Linked DNA regions of Zea mays: region 1 is linked to region 2. Evidence: chromatin contacts called from public Hi-C data. All regions are on one chromosome and are shown on one strand. Each heading gives the region's core, a stretch centred on a gene start, on an enhancer-like site or on the middle of the called end of the contact. The rest is flanking DNA. Distances are from core to core; before and after follow the strand shown.

What was found. A called contact is a pair of places that touch in the nucleus more often than the background predicts.
Region 1: a Hi-C map of ear shows a contact between it and region 2, with 3 times the contacts expected there. The contact joins the promoter of LOC100274108 here to the enhancer-like site in region 2. A contact is called at or near these places in 9 of 25 Hi-C or Micro-C datasets (bundle sheath, ear, endosperm and 2 more) and 1 of 3 datasets of contacts at active chromatin or transcription factors (seedling).

What each region holds. Positions count from the first base shown.
Region 1 is chr7:117,802,580-117,806,503 of Zm-B73-REFERENCE-NAM-5.0, forward strand. LOC100274108 (Sugar transport protein 7) reads left to right here and starts at 2,269. Exons shown (of 3, transcript NM_001148487.1): 1 at 2,269-2,696. The coding sequence starts at 2,552.
Region 2 is chr7:117,723,291-117,727,290 of Zm-B73-REFERENCE-NAM-5.0, forward strand. No RefSeq gene overlaps it. Among protein-coding and RNA genes, the nearest start is that of LOC100274108, 80 kb to the right of the region's middle. Within about 2 kb of position 1,766, at least 19 of the 20 cell types and tissues checked have an H3K27ac peak or open chromatin away from gene starts, as enhancers often do. A contact at or near this core is called in bundle sheath, ear, endosperm and 3 more, where this site is marked.

The sequences.
Region 1 (3,924 bases), core at 1,019-3,518, 80 kb after region 2:
CTGCCTCTTAGACTTGCTTGGCGGTGACTTGGTCGTTCGCCCCACCTCATAGACTTGCTCGGCGAGGACTTGGTTGTTCGCCCGCCTCGTAGGCTTCGACAGGGACTTGGTCTTTTGCCTCGCCTCGTAGACTTGCTCGACAAGGACTTGGTCTTTTGCCCCACCTCGCAAGCTTGCTCGATGGGGACTCGTTCGTTCGCTCTGCCTCACAGACTTGCTTGTCGGGGACTTGATCGTACGCCCCGCTCGTAGGCTTACACGACGAACAGGCTAGAAAGAGGTTTGTGGGCCTTGCCATGGGTACCCCATTTCTGGGTACCGATAATAAGATTTCTTTGCCACATAAAGGGGCCCGGACCATGCCCTGTGGTTAGGACTCTAAGGCCAAGAGCCTCAAAGGTTCACGACGTCTGGGGAACCTTAGAGGACCAAGAGAGCACTAGAAGTATAGGAGCGTCTCAAGGTATATAGAGACCTAGGGCTCGAGGAGGGATTACATTTCCATTCGTAATTTCTAGGAACCATTTTGTTGACCAAAGTTGGATTTTTATATTTTTCAAATTTGAAAATGGAATACACAAAAAATCGGACCGATTTTTCATATCTCGGTCGGCACCGAGAATGGTAAATTTTACCGGTTCTTGTCGGTTACCGATCAAGAAACTAAACTCTAGACTCTAGGTCTTGACCACTCAGATAGACGTCGCAGGCTAATAGAACCTTAGAGGTATAGGCATCGAGATTTGGTCCTAGCGTGATGAACCTCTATCTTAGCCAAAGCTAAGGTAGACGCTAAGGGCACGGACCCCGACAGCACGTGGCCCGCGTTAGCGAGGCTACCGATAATTATCTGGTTGCTTAAACCGTGTCTAGCAATTTACTCATAGTTTACCTAAAATACTATTTTTATACTGCATTGTAGACGACACTGTTCGCAAAGTAAAGTTATAATATAAGGATGCAGATGAGTAAGCTGCTGGAGATAGTCTTAGAAGATGTCTTAGCAGTATTCGGTTGTTTTGTTTTTTTCTCTAATCAATAACAATATCAAATATATATGATCTAAGATTGTATTTTGGTATCTGAAAATTTATTAGGATATTTTAACCATTAAAAGGGTATTTAAATCACTGTCCATTTCTCTTCGACAGTCGGTAGATACGAAAACATCGTCACATGCAGGTTTAATGGGTCCTCACGGGGAACAAGGATGGAGAGTGCTTCCTCGTCCCATCCCCGTTTACCCGTCGGGGGAACGAATTTTCCTCGTTTATATTAGGGATGAGAATTTTAACCCACAAAACTGAAACCTGAAGGTATCTGACCCGATGGGTGTGGGTATGGATGTAGATTTTGACCCGCGGGTGCAACCCGTACTCGACCCGAAGTTTTGCAGGTGTGGGTTTTCATTTCAACCCATGGGTGACCTACATCGACCCGAAATTTAGTTTATTATTTATTATGCGTGAAAATGATTAAGATACAACGATGATTATTTTGAGGGAGTAACTTGGTTAATGGTTTGTAATGTTTTCATGTTTATCAATATGAGAAGACTTAAAATTTGTAGATATAAATGAATTATTGTTGGTACTTAATTGCTTATAGCCAATTATTGTTTAAAAATACACACTGAGTAAAAACCCGTGGGTGGCCCGAAATCCGACGGGTTCAAGCGCGGGTTTGAAATTTCACCCACAGGTGTGATTATGGGCGGATTTAGCTACCCGACCCGAACCCTACCCATTGTCATCCATAGTTTACATTCTCGTGGAGAAGAAACTTCTCCATCCCGTCTTCCATCCTCTAGGGCTAGTTTGGGAGCTATAAATCTGGAGTGGATTGGAGGGGCTAAATTCCCCTTCTTATTCAATTTTGAATAAGATGTGGAATTTAGCCCCTCCAATACCCTCCAGTTTTGTGGTTCCTAAACTAGCTCCTAATGGAGGAATTCCCTAGGGAATCGGCGATGGGGACCCATTGCCATATCTAATATTAGCAGTATTCGGTTGTTTTGTTTTTTCTAATTAATAACAATATCAAATATATATGATCTAAGATTATATTTTGGTATCTGAAAATTTATTAGGATATTTTAACTATTACAAGGGTATTTAAATCACTGTCCACTTCTCTTCGGACAGTCAGTAGATACGTATTCCTATCTGTATCTCAACGGCCCGATGCATGAGTTAGCTTAGCTGTCGTCCTGCTCGCCGCTTATGTAAGCAACCGTAGACCCATCCCCAACATGCTGGCTCTCTGTGTCCCCCATTCACTTCACACTCTAGACTCTAGTTCGCCCCATGAGTCTGGCAGGTCAAAGAAGGGAAGAGACAACCGAAGGATCAACGGATCAAGCGAGGTAGTCGACTCCGCGTCTAATTAAACCTGTGGTCTGCGGACGGGCGGTCGTCGGTTAGAGCATTGCTTCCGTGTGGTGCGGTTGATAGCTCGGATCTTCTGCTGGCCGAGTTCGTCTTGGAGGAGAAGAGAGAGAGAGAGAGAGAGAGAGAGCGCCGGGATCGGAGCCAGGAAGCATCCAGCAGCGATGGCGGGCGGAGGGGTGGCGGCGCTGGGCGTGAAGACGGAGCGCGCGGCGCAGTACAAGGGGCGCATGACGCTCGCCGTCGCCACGACCTGCCTCGTGGCCGCCGTCGGGGGCGCCATCTTCGGCTACGACATCGGCATCTCCGGTACGTACGTCCGCGCTCCGCTCCCTCACCCGTGCCGTGTCCGCCTAATTCTCTCACCCGTGAGCGAGCGGGCAAACGAACAAGCCGGATAGCTTGCGGCAGGCAGCTACCCCGCGCGTTCCATGGTCGTACTAGGCCGTGACGCCGGCGTGGGCGTGGGCGTGGCCCCGCTCGGATTTGGCCGCTCTAGTCATGTCTTGCCGCCCAGCTAGCCACAGGCCCACAGGCCACAGCCAGCAGCGAGCGAGGTGTCCGTCGCGTTCCCGCAACAGTTCGGCTTCGGCACGCACGCGTCACTGATCACTGTATGACGCATCTCACACATGGAGCCGGGCCTTTTGGCGAGCTGGATTTCGTGGTATCTTCGGACGACACGCCTTTTCGCCTGCCAACCGAAGGCCGCGTGATTGGTCTGGGTAGGACGACGATTGTTGGCACATGTAATTTTGGTCGGCTCCGACCTCCGAGCGACTTGTGTGAGACTAGCTTCGAGGCGCCACCGGGCACGACAAGCGCGCGGACGCCACAAAGCTTGCAGTCAGAGTTGGTGGGCGCTGCGTGTTCTGCTTCGGTGCCTGTCGCTGCCGTTCAGCTCCATCTCCTCTCCTCTCCTCTCCTTCCTCGTCAGTGCAGACTGCAGAGGAGTAGCACGCGAGGCGCTCTGTGTACTGTACCTGCGGGCTCGACTCTGACTTTCGACGAGTGGAAAGATTTTAGCTCGTGTTCGAACGCTCACGCATCTGCCGATCCTCGTTGAATAGTTCAGGACCAATTATTCGCCTCGTCGTTGGTAGCGACTCAATTTCCGCTTGGCCGTACTCACCACCAGACAATTTCCGCGACAGGGTTGTGTAGCTGCACACTTCGTTACTGAGCGCCTAGGTAATCCTTGAGAATGATAGCACGGCAGGGACCAGGAAAAAGGCTGCAGTGAAAACACCCACATGTGACGACTGACGAGCAAATCTTCTTGTGTTTGTCAAAGTTTTTTTCTTCTATTTGGGAGGGGAGTAGTAGTTGCGGGGTGCATTGAGCGCCGTGCCGCCGTTCATGCCGTCACACGGGAAAAAGAAAAAGAAAAGGGATATGCAAAATTCCTACTGGTAGGAAGACGAAGGACTCCCTCATTTGGTTCCATCAAAAAAACAAAAAAAACAAAAAAAAACAAACCGATGAAGGGCATCAACTGCCGTTGCTGCGTGATTCTGCCATTCTGGTTCGAAGTCCA
Region 2 (4,000 bases), core at 516-3,015:
AAAGAGGTCATTCCCGCAGAAGGAAAATATCACGATGCTTCCGGGACATTAGCTTTGCCAGAGTTCAGAATACTAACAGAAATTAGTAGATTATCTCTTAGCCGAGATAGTTATTAGAGCTTAGGTGAAAACTTATGATGTATAGAATGCATGAAGCATATATGGTTGTAAACAGAATACTTTGATGTATATAAATGTATGATAGAATTTAATTTCATGTTGCTTTCAATATCAATATAGATATATATATATATATGTTTGTGTGTGTGTAAATAAATATATATATAATTCAGTATTGTTTGAAATTTTGAAAAAAGGCGGGAAAACTTCCACTGGCGGTTTTATAAAGAAAACCGCCAGTGAAAAGTGCATTTACACTGGCGGTTCGTTAAGAAAACCGCCAGTGAAAATGCATTTCCACTGGCGGTTTTCTTTATTCAGCCGCCAGTGGAAATGCACTTTTCACTGGCGGTTCGTTAAGAAAACCGCCAGTGAAAATGAACTTTTCACTGGCGGTTCCAAAATAACCGCCAGTGGAAATGCTGATTTCCACTGACCCCTAGCACTGGCGGTACTGAAAAACGCCAGTGTAAATATGTTTAGAACCGCCACTATAGAGCTTCTGTGTACTAGTGTCACTGTTAGACATGAATTTGTTGCAACTCGTAAAAGTATGGTTGATAAGTCTAAATAAAACAACTGAATTTGAAGCATTTCTCCAAAAAGTTAGGAGAGATATAAGAATATGATAAATTTTGACTATTTAATATAATGCAATTTTAGGGTCGAATCTGGAATCTGTGTGTCAATTTGTTTTGTTGAAATTTATATCCTATAAAAACACATTTTGTATTTGAAAAGGAATATGTATCCTATTAGTACTCATTTCTTACTTTCTTAGCAGTATATTATCTTTAAATATTTTTATATATTTATTAGAATGTGCAAGAAGCCTGAGTATTGAACGATGTATCTGAAACAAGAATGGCATGCTAACCTCTCAAACATCTGATCTCTTAGATTGTTCCTACCACCTACTCAGGATAGCTGCTACGCCTATATTATTCTGATCCTGATTGTTGTATGTTTATTTAATAGCCCAATGGCTTCTAGTTGTTTTTTCACCGTTTCAGGCTCTTCGGCTAATCAAACTCTCGGGCATTTTTTTTACCTTGCGTCACCAAAGGATAGAGAGAGAGAGAGTCATCAGTGTGAGCTATGGTTTCTGATTTTGAATAACTAATTACTAATTACACTGAGTGGGGTCCACATCAACAACATCATCGGCTCAGCTATGCTACAATAATAATTGCTACCATACGAGATAAGAGATAAGGTTGTCTCAAGCAGATTGGATATATGGTTGTGGAAAATACTATCTTGCACTCTAAACTTAATTTAAAACATAAAATAGGATATAAGATATGATGAATAAATTGTTAGAGATAACCTAAGCATATACTCCCTCCGTTTCTTTTTATTAGTCGCTGGATAGTGCAAAATTACACTATTTAGCGACTAATAAAAAGAAACGGAGGAAGTATAAGAATAAAGGAAGAAAGTGGAATGGGACGAGGGCGAGAAGGAAATCATCCTGCGTGTTTGATTTCCGCTGCAGTTGTTGGGCCAGAAAGGATAGGCAAGCTTCGTGCGTGGCCAATCATAATGTGGGCTTTCTGGGCTCGGAGAAAGTACACGCTCGAGCCCGATCCAGTGCCGTGTATCATCCATCCTTCGAAAACGATGAAAGCCACCCTCGCCGTCACCGTGAAAAGCTCTCCAGACACGGCGAGGACACCTCCCTGCCGTTACCTGAGCTCATCACAGCTCATGCGCACTTCACCCAGGCTCTTGTCTCCCGCTTCACGCTTGACCCGCAGGCTCCCTCGCTGTCTCAGACCAGCCAAATCCACCGTGGGGTGGGACGGCGACGCCGACGCGTGCAACCTCTGGGTCGTTCACGTTCACAAACGCACCAGCGTCCCGGATGCAAGGCGAGCGACCAGTCGTGACCGTAACCCCTCTGACGCTGCAGCATGCTAATTTTGCGGTGACCTGGCCGACCTCACCGCCGCACGACGCTGAACGGCGCGGGGAGTTGCCAGCGCCCAGCGACGGCGGCCGGCCGTTTCTACCGGCCCCAGAGCGGCGGCTCAGGCCGGGAGAGGAGAGGAGGACTTCGCCGAGCGCGCGGGTCTTGGCACTTGACAGGCAGGCATCCGTAGTGCGTGGTCGCGACGGGTGGTGACACTGATGTGCCTTCGTACTGACCAAGTGGTGGACGCCGCTGATCGCTGAGATTTTAATGGCATGATTAGGACCCTAGCAGTGGGCCTAAACTTGAAATCTTGCCTAGATGGACTGATCGGTGTCCGGTGTCAATAGCAGGGGTTATTCTGGCTGTCGATTGATCCTCCAGCACCACACGCAAGGCCAACCGGAGTGAACACAAGCAAGCACTGGACTGAACACGGGCTGGAGCAATTCCATCATCTCTTGAATGCCGAGTCTACAGAGTTGATTGGCTACCCATCATATAGCCACAGAAATAAACAAGGAAGCAACTCGGTCTTTGTTGCCGATACTCGACCTAGCTACGTCTAAAAGTTTGGGCGGGGCCACACGAAAATACAGAGTCTAAAGCACGGTTCAGCGCGAAGGTAAATGTAAATGGGTCGTGGACTCGTGGTGTAATTTAAACTTAGGCAAGTGAGGCATGGATTAGAAAACTAACGTTTAGATGGTTATTTTGTACTTCAATATTCTTTTATCTCTTCACAAAAGTTACAGAAAACATTAATTTCTCTTTCTCCTATGATTTTTTAGTCTATAGCAAAGTTATAAATATTTTGAAGATATATTTTTTTAGATATATACAAGTTTTTTTTCCGGCAAGACATGATCATTGGCCCGTTGTGCTTTGAGCCGGACCGGGTCTAGCTTTTAGTATCTGCACACGGCACGGTCTAGCCTAAAATTATTTCATGTCGTGTTGGTATAGAAAAAAATAACCAAAGCATTATGGGCGCGGGCCATACCAGCCCTGCACGGCCCAACTTTCAGCTCTAAACCTAGCTAGGAAAAAAACTGTTTGCAAGTGTCAAAGAATTACACACTTCAAAGATTAAGTTAACTCCAACTAGTAAAAAAATTAGAGATAGAACACACATAGCGAAAAACATCAAATCCATATAGAATATCAAATCTACATTAAACGTGAAAGAGAAACTCGTCATTATTTGGGATCGCTCTAGCGTAATCGACGATAAGATCGAGAACGAAGGCTTGATAAGGCCACAGAACGTTGCAGCGTAGATCAACTCAACGAATAGTCACGTGATCGATGCATCACGCCAACGTCACTGATAGTGGAAGCATAAGGTCGATCAACCTAGTAGATCGGTTTTTCTCTTGTGTTCAGGAGCATATGATGTCTCCCTCTATAAGTAAGTGAGCTCAACATATATAACCACATACAAAAAAAGGAAGAAACCCGACTCGTCCACGATTTCCATGATCAGATTGATTCAAGATATAGTGGAAATCAAAATGTAAATTAGTAAAAAAAAACAGGCACCAGAAAATCACCAGCCACTACATCATAAGTCACGCGGATATACACACAAAAAATACGTGAAAAGTTTTATCTCTTGTGGCTCGATACAAAGAGCGCAAGAAACAGAATATTTAAGTTGCCTATTTTCCTCTTTACTATGCAGCAAACGATATACCATGCAGAATGTATCTTTAACATTTACTCTAAAGTAATTGAATTAGAAAGTGATATTGTTTGCATTCAGGAAACTAAACGTGAGTACTTTGATGCTGCATATATTCACAATTTTTGCCCTCATGGGTTTGAGTATTTTTGGTTTACACCTTCTATTGGTGCTTCAGGGGGGGCCTTTATCACAGTTTGGAAAAAGGCGGTCTTTTCTGGAGTATTGATTCATGAAAATGAATTTGGGCATATTGTGCAATTATGTTTCAAGCTTTCTAA